Regions from separate parts of the Rattus norvegicus genome. Here region 2 is linked to region 1. A link is a contact called in public Hi-C data. All regions are on one chromosome and are shown on one strand. Each heading gives the region's core, a stretch centred on a gene start, on an enhancer-like site or on the middle of the called end of the contact. The rest is flanking DNA. Distances are from core to core; before and after follow the strand shown. Region 1 overlaps Bnc2 (basonuclin zinc finger protein 2). Region 2 has its middle 140 kb from the start of Bnc2.

What was found. Hi-C and Micro-C count contacts between places; a contact is called where the count stands out from the background.
Region 2: a Hi-C map of the A7r5 cell line shows a contact between it and region 1, with 5 times the contacts expected there. The contact joins two enhancer-like sites. A contact is called at or near these places in 2 of 12 Hi-C or Micro-C datasets (the A7r5 cell line and the Rat2 cell line).

What each region holds. Positions count from the first base shown.
Region 1 is chr5:103,997,020-104,002,234 of GRCr8, forward strand. It overlaps Bnc2 (basonuclin zinc finger protein 2), which reads right to left. Exons shown (of 7, transcript NM_001106666.2): 3 at 1,992-2,192. Among named protein-coding and RNA genes, the nearest start is that of Bnc2, 62 kb to the right of the region's middle. Within about 2 kb of position 1,467, at least 23 of the 93 cell types and tissues checked have an H3K27ac peak or open chromatin away from gene starts, as enhancers often do. A contact at or near this core is called in the A7r5 cell line, where this site is marked.
Region 2 is chr5:104,200,966-104,206,134 of GRCr8, forward strand. No RefSeq gene overlaps it. Among named protein-coding and RNA genes, the nearest start is that of Bnc2, 140 kb to the left of the region's middle. Within about 2 kb of position 3,851, at least 3 of the 93 cell types and tissues checked have an H3K27ac peak or open chromatin away from gene starts, as enhancers often do. A contact at or near this core is called in the A7r5 cell line, where this site is marked.

The DNA.
Region 1 (5,215 bases), core at 217-2,716:
CCAGCAGGCACACAGAAAACACCTCGATGATCATACAAGTTTCTCTATAAGAAATTTAAATTATTTTCCTAATCCTGACCTATTTTTTGTGTAATTTGCTTTTATTTCTTTTAATCCTAAATGTTTTCCACCAGTTAAAAGTCTCCTTAGATGCAAATCTACTTGGAAATGGGCTAGTGCCAAAGCAGCAATCTAACACCATCTATGTGGTTCAATAGCCATTTATCAATTGATCATTATCTCTATCTGTTTTATTAACTCTTTTTTCACTAGAGGGAAAAAAATGCAATCTAACCTTTCAAAGCATACATGTACACACACACTCCGCTAACTCAAGGAAAACCAGGATTGGTAGTATCTAAATTTTAAAGTGGGACACAAGTTATTAGGTACTAAGGTCAGTGAAAACACACCGTGTTCCAACCACAAGAGAGAGAGTCACCCAGACAGAAAAGTGCTTCAGAAAAACACCTAGCAAAGCGTTTGGCAGAGACAAGAAGCATCTCTGTCAGACATGAAAGGGACTTTTCAGGAAAAAAAAAAAAGGATCGCACATAAAGAGTTGCTTACTGGGTTTATGTTGATTGCATTTAAATCCCAGCTTACTGGATCAGCAGTTATCAGGGTCCCTCTACAGGATGTCAAAATACACCTTATTCAAATACATTTCTCCTATCTAAAACTGGTTGATAAAACTGTTTACCAATTAAATGTTACAAGAGCCGGGCTTTATGCACTCTCTTTGGCAAATGTTATTCCTAAACTTGTGACAGTTTACAGCCTTGAAAATTGTTTTCTTTATTTCGTTACCAAACATTTGAAAATCCACGCCAAAGTATTCAATTTCCGCGAACTCTTACATACAAAAAGCTTAAATAGCAGTTGCAGTATTTTAAGGGAGTGGGGCAAGACCATTTTTTTAAACAGCCGCCATCTACTTAACATCCTAGCGCATTTGTCAGTACTACTTTGGTGCTGCGTGGATGATAAACTAACTCTTGCTTTGTATGGGTTTGGGGTAGGCTTCTGAAAAGCAAGACGTGTCTGGGAGGGAGGCACCAGGGAACTTCCCTCCCTCACTTGAGCACAGTCCAAGAGGAAAGTTTCTGGGTTGTTTCCCCTTCGCTTCCTCTTACCCTCGCTCCCCCGCGGAGCCGCAGAGCCAGCAATTGTGCAAGAGGAGCCGGGCGCGCAGGGCGCAAATCACCGAGCGCTTGGTACGGACGGCTGCGGGTGATTAATTATCCGTCCGCTGGCCTGGCGCTCTCCGGGCGGCTCTCCCGGCAGGGTAGCAGCCGAGCTGCCGGCGGCGGCTGAGCGAGAAGCGGCTCTGGGAGAACACAGGGGCCGCGCCGAGTGTGAGTGCACCGCGCCGGGCGGCGGGCGGCTGGCGGGTGGCGAGCCGAGCGGCTGCGCCGCGGCCAGGGGAGCACGGGGAGAGTGAAGCCACCGAGAACCGGAACGGAGGCCGAGAGCAAGCGGGAGCGCAGCCTGCCGCCCTTCGGGTTGACCCGGCCGGCAGGGAAGCCTGCATAGCCTCGCTCAGGTCTGAGTCCAGCTGCTCCAGACACCAGAAGTCAGACCCGCTGCTGTGAGGGGCCCGCGCTTTCTGACTGTTCGTTGCAAGACCTACTTAGAGACAGCAGACACTTTGACTAAGTCTTTCACAAAGATACATTTGTTAAGTATTGGCTTTTTCTCTTTTTAGCGGGAAACAAAGAAATAAATTAAGGCTTCGCAGGACCCAGGCTGCACAGGGTGAAACTTTGCAACAAATGCCTTTGCTTTCTCTAACTTCGATGTCCTTTCCCCCTTTTCCTTAAGGAGCCCTTGGGGAAGCCATGAAGTAACACTGCACATTCCAGTAACACAGAAATCACAATATATATATTTTTAAATTTCAAAAACATTTAGAAAGAAAAGTAGCAGGAAGAAAAGGGCAAATAACAACTCGAGATTTCTTTTTTTTTAAAAAAATGAAAGTAACTTACCTGTTGGGACATTCTGAATAAGAGGTTAGTATCAGCGTTTTGCCATGTCCCCATGAACCCTGGTTCAGCCGCAGTCGTTCTGGTTCCGAACTGCATGGAGTTGTCAGTACAGGAGTCTCTTAAAGTCAAGTCTCTTGCCCTCTTTGGCTCTCTGTCTCTCTGTGTGTCTCTTTCTCTCACATCCACTTCTGCCTCTTCTGACTGAAAAGTGAAGGTGGATTTTTTGAGCTTCTTGGCAGCCAGGAGCAGGAGTATAGTGTAGTTAAGAAGCTGGCTGAACTGTGCATTTCATTTGGGAAGGGGGAGATCTGGGGGAGGGAGGGGGGTCAGAGCTTCCTTCGCACCTTCTGCACAGATATCCCTATCATTTATGCATAGATTGTGACTCCCCTAGCTTGCCTTTGCTCGGTTTAACAGCTGCCTGTCAGGTGTGCGGGCAGCACTGGAGACCCAACCATCAGCTTCAAACCCTCAGCCACTGCATGTCATTGGATAGCAGAGCTAGGAGTCAACTGCACTGTTCCACTGTCAGGCACCAAATGACACCCTGCACGAACCCCTCTCCAGATACACAGATAGATACACACTCATGCGTACTCCACGAAATGCCACGGACACTGTCCACAAGGCCAGGGAGAGCCAGGGCCCTTCCCTGGAAATTTTCCCCAACAATGCTTTCTGCTGTAACATGTTATATCCAGCACCAGTCTTTCCTTTAAACACTTGTAAAACTATGAGACTTAAATATTTTTTAATTACACTGGAAGCGAGTGAAGTATTCATCTGGAGGAGAACATAAAGTTTGCTCAGTGTTTGCTTTTTTGTTTTTTTTTAATATTAGCTGCCACAAGTCACACCGTAATGCTAGGCTATTTATAACCACATATAAACTCATAGAGAAAATAATATACAGAGATTTGACCTTCTATTCTAAAGGGTGAACAAGCAAAGCTACCAGTTAAACATGGAAGATGTACAGTAAACATATGCAAAAATAAACATATACCACTTAATATCCAGCACCTCAGGCCATTAACTACCAAACCGAAGGTTAAATAAAGAGACACTGAAGGCGGAGACGAAAAAATGAATACCTTTTCTTAAAGCTCACAAGCAGAATAAAATCCTTTGTTAAAGTTCTCAGGTAAGGCATCTACATCAACCTTTTACATCATAAAACAGGGCAAAAGAGGAAGAAAAAAAGGAAGCCTGTCTTATTTCAGGCAAAAAGTAATGCATATAAAAACTCCATTTTTCATTCAGGATCTCTATGGAAAATTCTATAATATTTCCTTGCCTTGTGAAATATAACCTTGATAGCAGGTCATATTTTTAATTAGACCAGTTTTAAAACAAAACAACCATTTATTAGATAGTATTTATCTTCCTTATTTATGGAAAGGCAGAACTGAACAAAATCCACTGTACATAAACACTGTAACTTCAAAATGGAAAGCTAAATTCATGCTATCTCATAAAAGGAGTCAGCAGGAAAAAGCCATCCTTCCTAAACTTAAAATGTAAGGCACATTAATCTTCAGCCACTTACAAACACTGAGGACAAATGTAGCACTCTGCTTGCTCCTTCTTAACTAAAGAATAACAATAAACCTTCCTCTCAGAAACAACAAAAGAAACAGAAAAGCGTTTCGATGGCAGCCCGTGTCATTAGTGGACAATGAGAAAAGATGAGCAAACGTACACTATGTTGACACAAATGTGCCTTCCCTTCTAGAACTGACATCTCCTGAAAGCTTTTCTGTTAAACTTCCCTCCAGTTCACCACCATTAAGCACAAAAAAGTCTCAAAAGAAGCAAATTCAATATCTGAAAGGAGACATACAAGAACCCAAAGAATTGTTGCCTTAAAATATATTAAGTCCACCTGTGGTCAATAAAAATATTCTTTGGCGGGGGAGGGCGGGAAAAGCCCCTGTGAGTCAATTGTCAACGGTGACTGTACCTTTACACTATTACCCACTTAACTCCCTCTAAAATTTGCTAGCCTCTTGATTTCTGAAGTGGCTCTCAGTGCCTCAGTCAAGCTGCCTGCTCAGCTCCTGACCTCCCCACTAATGGCTGTTATTTGTGGGAGGCTTAAGGACACTGTCAATAGCAAGCTTCCTCCTCTCTCCACTCAAGCACTGTTGTATCTCCCTGCCTGCGTGTTCTCTCTCCTCTTCTGCTCCCTCTCCCTCTCTCCCTGTCCTTCCCCTCCTTCCCCAAGCTCCCTCACAGCCTCTTCCTATTTTTCCAGCCCCACCCCTTTCTCTCAGTTGTAAGATTCTCTTCTTTCCCAGGTATTCCCCCCAACCCCCTCACATGTGGGCGTGGGCATGCACACACACACACACACACACACACACACACACACACCCCCCACAAAAATCAACTGGCATGCAGCAGCAAGCACCTGCAGTAATAGACTCTTTTATTAAAACTGTTATTCTGCAAGACTTGAAATTCCCCATGGATCGGGCCATGTCAAAGCCGATATAATTAACTAGAGGCTCAGCAACGGATCAATTACCAGACAAGCAAGTGATAGTGAAATCAATGAAAGATCATCAGCCACATTATCAGTGTTGCAACTCATTAGGGCAAAACTGAGAAATGTGCTCAACGCGAGCCCAAGCAAGGTGGCATTACAAAACAAAGGGCTAATTTGGAGACCCTGCTGTGAACAATCTGTAACAGAATTAGCCTTTTTTCCCCCTAAACTGCACAGCTCCATAACTAAATGTGACAGACTGAGAGAAGCAGTTTATTAAGACACCAACCCCAAGTTTATTTAGTTCATAAACTCTCTCCTAGAAAATCAATACAGTCTGTACAGGGTTATTAGGTTGACTAGCTAATACATCCAAATCTGCTCTGCCCAGCCAGCCAGCAGTCCTCTGACAAAATGCTACCCAGAGTATGCAAACCGGTCTCTCTCAGACTGCAAGTTCTAACTGAACAAGTCTGCAGTATAGCTATTACCTAAATATTCCTGCCACAGCCACGCCTTAGAAACATCAGGATAGCCTCGTAAGAGTCACAAGAAAAAAATCACAACATTACACAATCCTCCATGGATGTTATCAAACAAAATCTCAACGAATTCCTAAAACCAGTTAAAGAGTCAAAGCTTTGTTGTAATGAGACACCAGCCCAAAGAGTTACCCAGAGATAGATGTATTAAAATAAAGCACAAGCCTAAATCGTTTATTATGCTTTGTAAT
Region 2 (5,169 bases), core at 2,601-5,100, 210 kb after region 1:
CGGCTTGACAGTGTGGAATGTAGCACGAAATGGTTGTGCTACTGCAAGGTATTAGCAGCTCTGTCTTAAAACAAGAAGATCAAAGCTACGGAAATTAAATAATTTGCCAACGTTTCACAGTTGCTAACTGACAAGGTGGAACTTGTCAGTTCGCTGGGTCTGAGGTCCAGATAAACACCCGGAGTCTAACCGCCTCTCTCAAATACATTCTGCTACTAGCTCTGCAAATCTGACACACTCTCTACCTCGTATAGGGTTTTAGCTCTGCAAATTGATTCTTGGAGGAACTAGGTTCCAGGTGGACCCGATATGAAAATTGAAAAAGGATGAGACCACTGTTATCATGACCTCTGGGGGGCTCCCCAATGTCACCAGCTAGAGACTACAGAGAAGACACTGTATGTCATTGATGTTGACAAACACTCTTAAAGAAGCCTGGAGAGTGTTTTATTAGAGCTTGCACTGCTCTAATGAAGGACCTCAGTTTGGGTCTTCCACCTATACACACAACTCACAACTCACCTCCATTGGATCCAACACACTCTTCTGGTACCTGCACGCATGTGCACATACCTATACATAGACACAAATGAAAAAGTCAATTAAATTAAAAATAAATAAGTACCAGAAACCCAAAGAACCTAAAAGGCTGTTAGTCTCTGCTGGTTTGCAGAGGAGAGCTACCCTGTCCAAAGAAACGGGAATTCAAGCTCCAAACTTGCAGAGGCCTCCTTTCTGAGTCTACGTTCACTTTCCCTCCATTTATTTCCTTAGACTAATAATTTATGTCAGTTGGTGCTCAGTGGCTTATGAACCAAGGGTGAAATTATTAAATTTTATTGTTTGTGATTCCTCCTTAAGTTATATCCCTATAATTGCAAACTTACTGCATTCCCCAACCTCTATTTTGGATTTATTACTACACCCCTCTTACAGCCTCTTTTAGATCTCAGAAGTAAACTTCAAATATTTACAAATCGCAATTTCGTGTTTTCCCTTTCATAAATCTGTGGGAAAATTCAGTGCTGGAGACAGAGAGTAATAAATCTGGATGTTTATGTATTGTGCCAGCAGGCGCTGCACAAACTTCCCCACATAACCTGGTCAATGAGCTTCAGTCTTGACCTGTAGCACTGGTTCTGGGCTAATCCTGAGGCTCATATTAACAGAATCATTATAAAACATCTGGTGGCTTCTATACACAAAACCCTTCCCATGTTCCCGTAGTTGTAATTTATAATCAGACAAGTTCAGTAGGCACATATGTTCTTCAGGTTACCAGAGCAACAGTGCATTGATAGTTTAAACCACTTATCCCATTCATCTTTGACTGTGTGAACATGATGACCCACACTAATGGTAAGGTTACAATCAAACCTGTGGGTGATGGAAAAACAAACTCTGTTTTTGAAGATCTCACATTGTAAGCCAATGTACAAAATCCAGAAGGCACAAATGGATGTGGCTTACATGACAACGTAGAAGGTGGTGGGTGAGCTGGGGACATAGCATGGGAGGAGAGTACTTACCAACTATGTACAAGGTTCAGGTTCAACTCCCAGCAGTGCAAATAAAGAATCCAAAAAATATATTTAAATGACAATAACACCCCCAAACAAAGTAAAAAAAAAAGACAAGCAGAAGGAGAAGAAGCATATTTCATATAGAAAGATGAGGCTGGCGTAGGAAGAGTGGAATAAGACCATGTGAATGAATATGAAAAAGTAATTCAGTTATTAAAGTAACCAAGAACATAAAGAGGAACTTTACAGAAAAATTAATAGAACTGTTACAGAAAAAACGAAGTCTAGGAGAAGACAGGTTATAACATTAATTCAAGAGATGAGGGTTGGAAACGTACGATTTATTTCCCCGCTGTTGGATGAGCAACAGTGGGAATGTTGATTGGCGACTCTACTAGTAAATATTCCACTTTGCTCATCTGACTTACAGTGCGGATCTGACTGAAAATCTTAAACAAATGGTAATACTGATGACAAGAAAATAACTTGAAGCCAGACCTGGTGATGCGGGCCTCTAATACCCTGCCCTCTAGAGGATGCAAGTTCAAGGCTAGCCTGAGTGACTTGGTAAAACTCTGTCTTAAAATGTAAAGGGGGGCCATCCTATGGTTTCAGGGTGGGGGAGTACTTGGCTTAGCAATACTGGAGTGCCCAGGTTCAATCCCAGGAACCTTAGAGGCTTTTCAAGCAGTGGTAAAGCCTGGAGGTATTTTTGTATACTTTTTTTTGTTGTTGTTGTTTGGTTGGTTTTTTGGGTTTTTTTTTTTTATAAGATTCACTGTAGCCACTCGGTTCAGTGGTCTCCCAACATGGACAAAAACATTGGCTTCATTGTTGGAAATGGCAAAACAGCAACCAAAAAGAGAAATCTGTAAAAATTCAGTAAATGAGGGAAGATACTCTATTGAGATACCACATGATTTATCAACCCCAACTGCCAGCCATGTCTGAGATCTCCTTTTGTGAAACTCACATGGGTAGAAATAAAATCCACATCTTAAATATATATATTTGTTTTCTTTTTAAGACTATGTCCTAACAAATGTAGGTCTGATTTTATATAATTTGACCTTAATCTTGCTTTTAAGAAGCCTTCCTTTCCTTGAGGCCCATTGTTGTAAGTAAACTGTAAGGTACTGTTAAAGGAATAGACTGTCACCTTCATTCATTTTGTTAAGGTACCAGTTTTAGAAATCATGCTCATACACGTGTATCTGTGTGTACATAGAAGAGTCTCGATAGGCTACACAAAAAGCAGTAACTTGAGAGAAACATTGGGTAGAGATTGCAAGATAGGGCAATGTGTTTACAGTCTGCAATTATTTATTTGCATAACTTTTAGTGTAAGTTTATGTTATTTTTATAATTTAAAATCTATCTAATAAGTCAACATAGAATAAAAATGATTTTTATTATTTTATTAATAAATGCTTTCTATCAATAAATTGATTATCCTATCATTAGATAAGAAATAATACAGGGTAAATAAGAAACCAAACATTTCACCCAAAACAGTATTATAGTTAAAAACAAAAGCAGGAAAACAAAAACCCTGATAGTGAGGCCAGGTTCAACAGTCTACAAAAATAAAAGTGTCCGACAAGCATCCTTATACGCCACACCTCCTCTGTATACGCCAAGCCTCTGGTCCTTCATTTTTGGCCTCTTATAAATGACTCTTCAAGTGTTTCCCTGGTGAAGCCTCTCAGAGCAAACTGGGTCTGAGTTTTCTGTTTGTGTCAACTGTGACTATGTGGAACTGTCCAGGGGCACAGCAGCTCCTACACTCACTTTTTGGAGCACACAGGGCTTCTCAGAAGTCTTGCATTTCACACTCTCCCTTTTCTTTGCTGTCCTTCTCTTCATTCCAAGCCCACCCATAGCCTGAAGCACAGAAGGAGAGCCTTGGTATAGCAGTGTGCTCACTGGTCATGACAGCCTTCTCAGCCCACAGGGTTCTGGGCTAAGCAAGAAATGTGGTCTGCCTTGTCTGTATTTGCTTATTTGCTTCCTATCTTCTTCTGGGCAGTAGATGTTGGTAGTATTTTTATTAAGTATGCGTGGGATATTAGGCATGATGTTCAGAATTTATCGTAAGATGAATTCTCAGTCACCAGGAAACGTAACTATAGAAGATCTCCGGGCACTCCAGTCAAGCCATCTGCAGGATCCAAGTATCTCTCACTCCCACACCCCACACTCCACACTCTAGCTCCTGCTTCCTTTCTGTTTCTGTCTGTGTTACACAAAGGAAAACTTGCTGAGATCGTTCTTACTCTTTGCTCCCTTCCTGCAGTATTCAAGTGTGAGTCAGGCTATATGATTGCTCTGCTTCTCATCTTACCTAAGGAGAGCAAAACAATCCAGGCGGTGCTGGAGACCCTCCGTGACCTCAGGAAATACTGACTGCAATGCCATTCCTCTTGTTCACTGCCGCTGTGTTCACAACCCCCAATTTCCGAGTTTTGGACAACGCGCGTCTCATGTGATGCATGTGACACATATTTCAGTTGAAGCGCTCAACTGACTTCAGTATTTAAATAGGGACCAAGTTTGAACTATAAATCTGATTCCATCCTACAAGAATGTAGATGGCGTGTACTTTAGCAATGTGCTCAAGTAACTGCAGGATTGAAATACGGACCGAATTTACTTCCCCTCCACAAGAATGTGAATGTCCAGGGTCAGAAACTGTTTTACTTGGTGCTGTGTCTGGTGTCTAGAACCATGCATGCTGTTATATGGTGTGTGTTTAGTGACATTTATTGGTATTTTTAGAGAAGGGATAGAAAATATAGAGCTATAGACTTGAGAATCTGAGTTTATAGTCCTGTTTTGTCGAGTGTTCTATGTGACTTCCTGTAATCTTTCCCCTTCTCTAAACATTAGTTTCACCTTATACAAAATTGCAATAGAGGTAGTCATTTCATACAGGTAGGTTACCTTTGTGATCTCTTTGATGTCAAGTACCTGACATGAAGTAATACTTCAGGGGCCAATAAGATAGCCCACTGGATAAAGGCATTTGCCACCGGTGTGCCAATAATACCTGAATTTGAACTGTCTAGAACTCATATGGTGGAAGGAAAAAACAAACAAAAACAAACAAATGCTGACTTCTTCACAAATGCCACACATAATATATAAATGCAGAGGGGTTCGTGAATTTTTGGCTATTTGTAGCTGTGTTTTGTCTTTACAACCTTGCTTCAAAAACAGATACAAATACAAAAAAAAAAGAATAAGGTCAAATTGGTGTTCACTGAAATCATATAACGAGCATTTCTTAAGCATATTCTATGTTGTAGACACTGGAGACACAAAGATAAATGTATCATTATTTATACCTTCAAGGAACTCATTTCATTATAGTGTTTTGTGTATTAGGCCAAGAAGTATAGCATAGACATCTCTGAAAAGCTGTCTTCATAGACTGTGAAAGTATTAATACTGGTGGCTGGTGAGATAGCTCACCTGATAAAAGCATTGGCTGTTCTTCCAGAAGACCCTGCTCTATTCCCAGCACTCACACCACAACATACAGTCATCTGTAATTTCAGTTCCTGGGATCCAATACCCTCTTCTGACCACTGAAGACACCAGGCATGCATTAGGTACACAAACATATATGCAGCCAAAACATTCA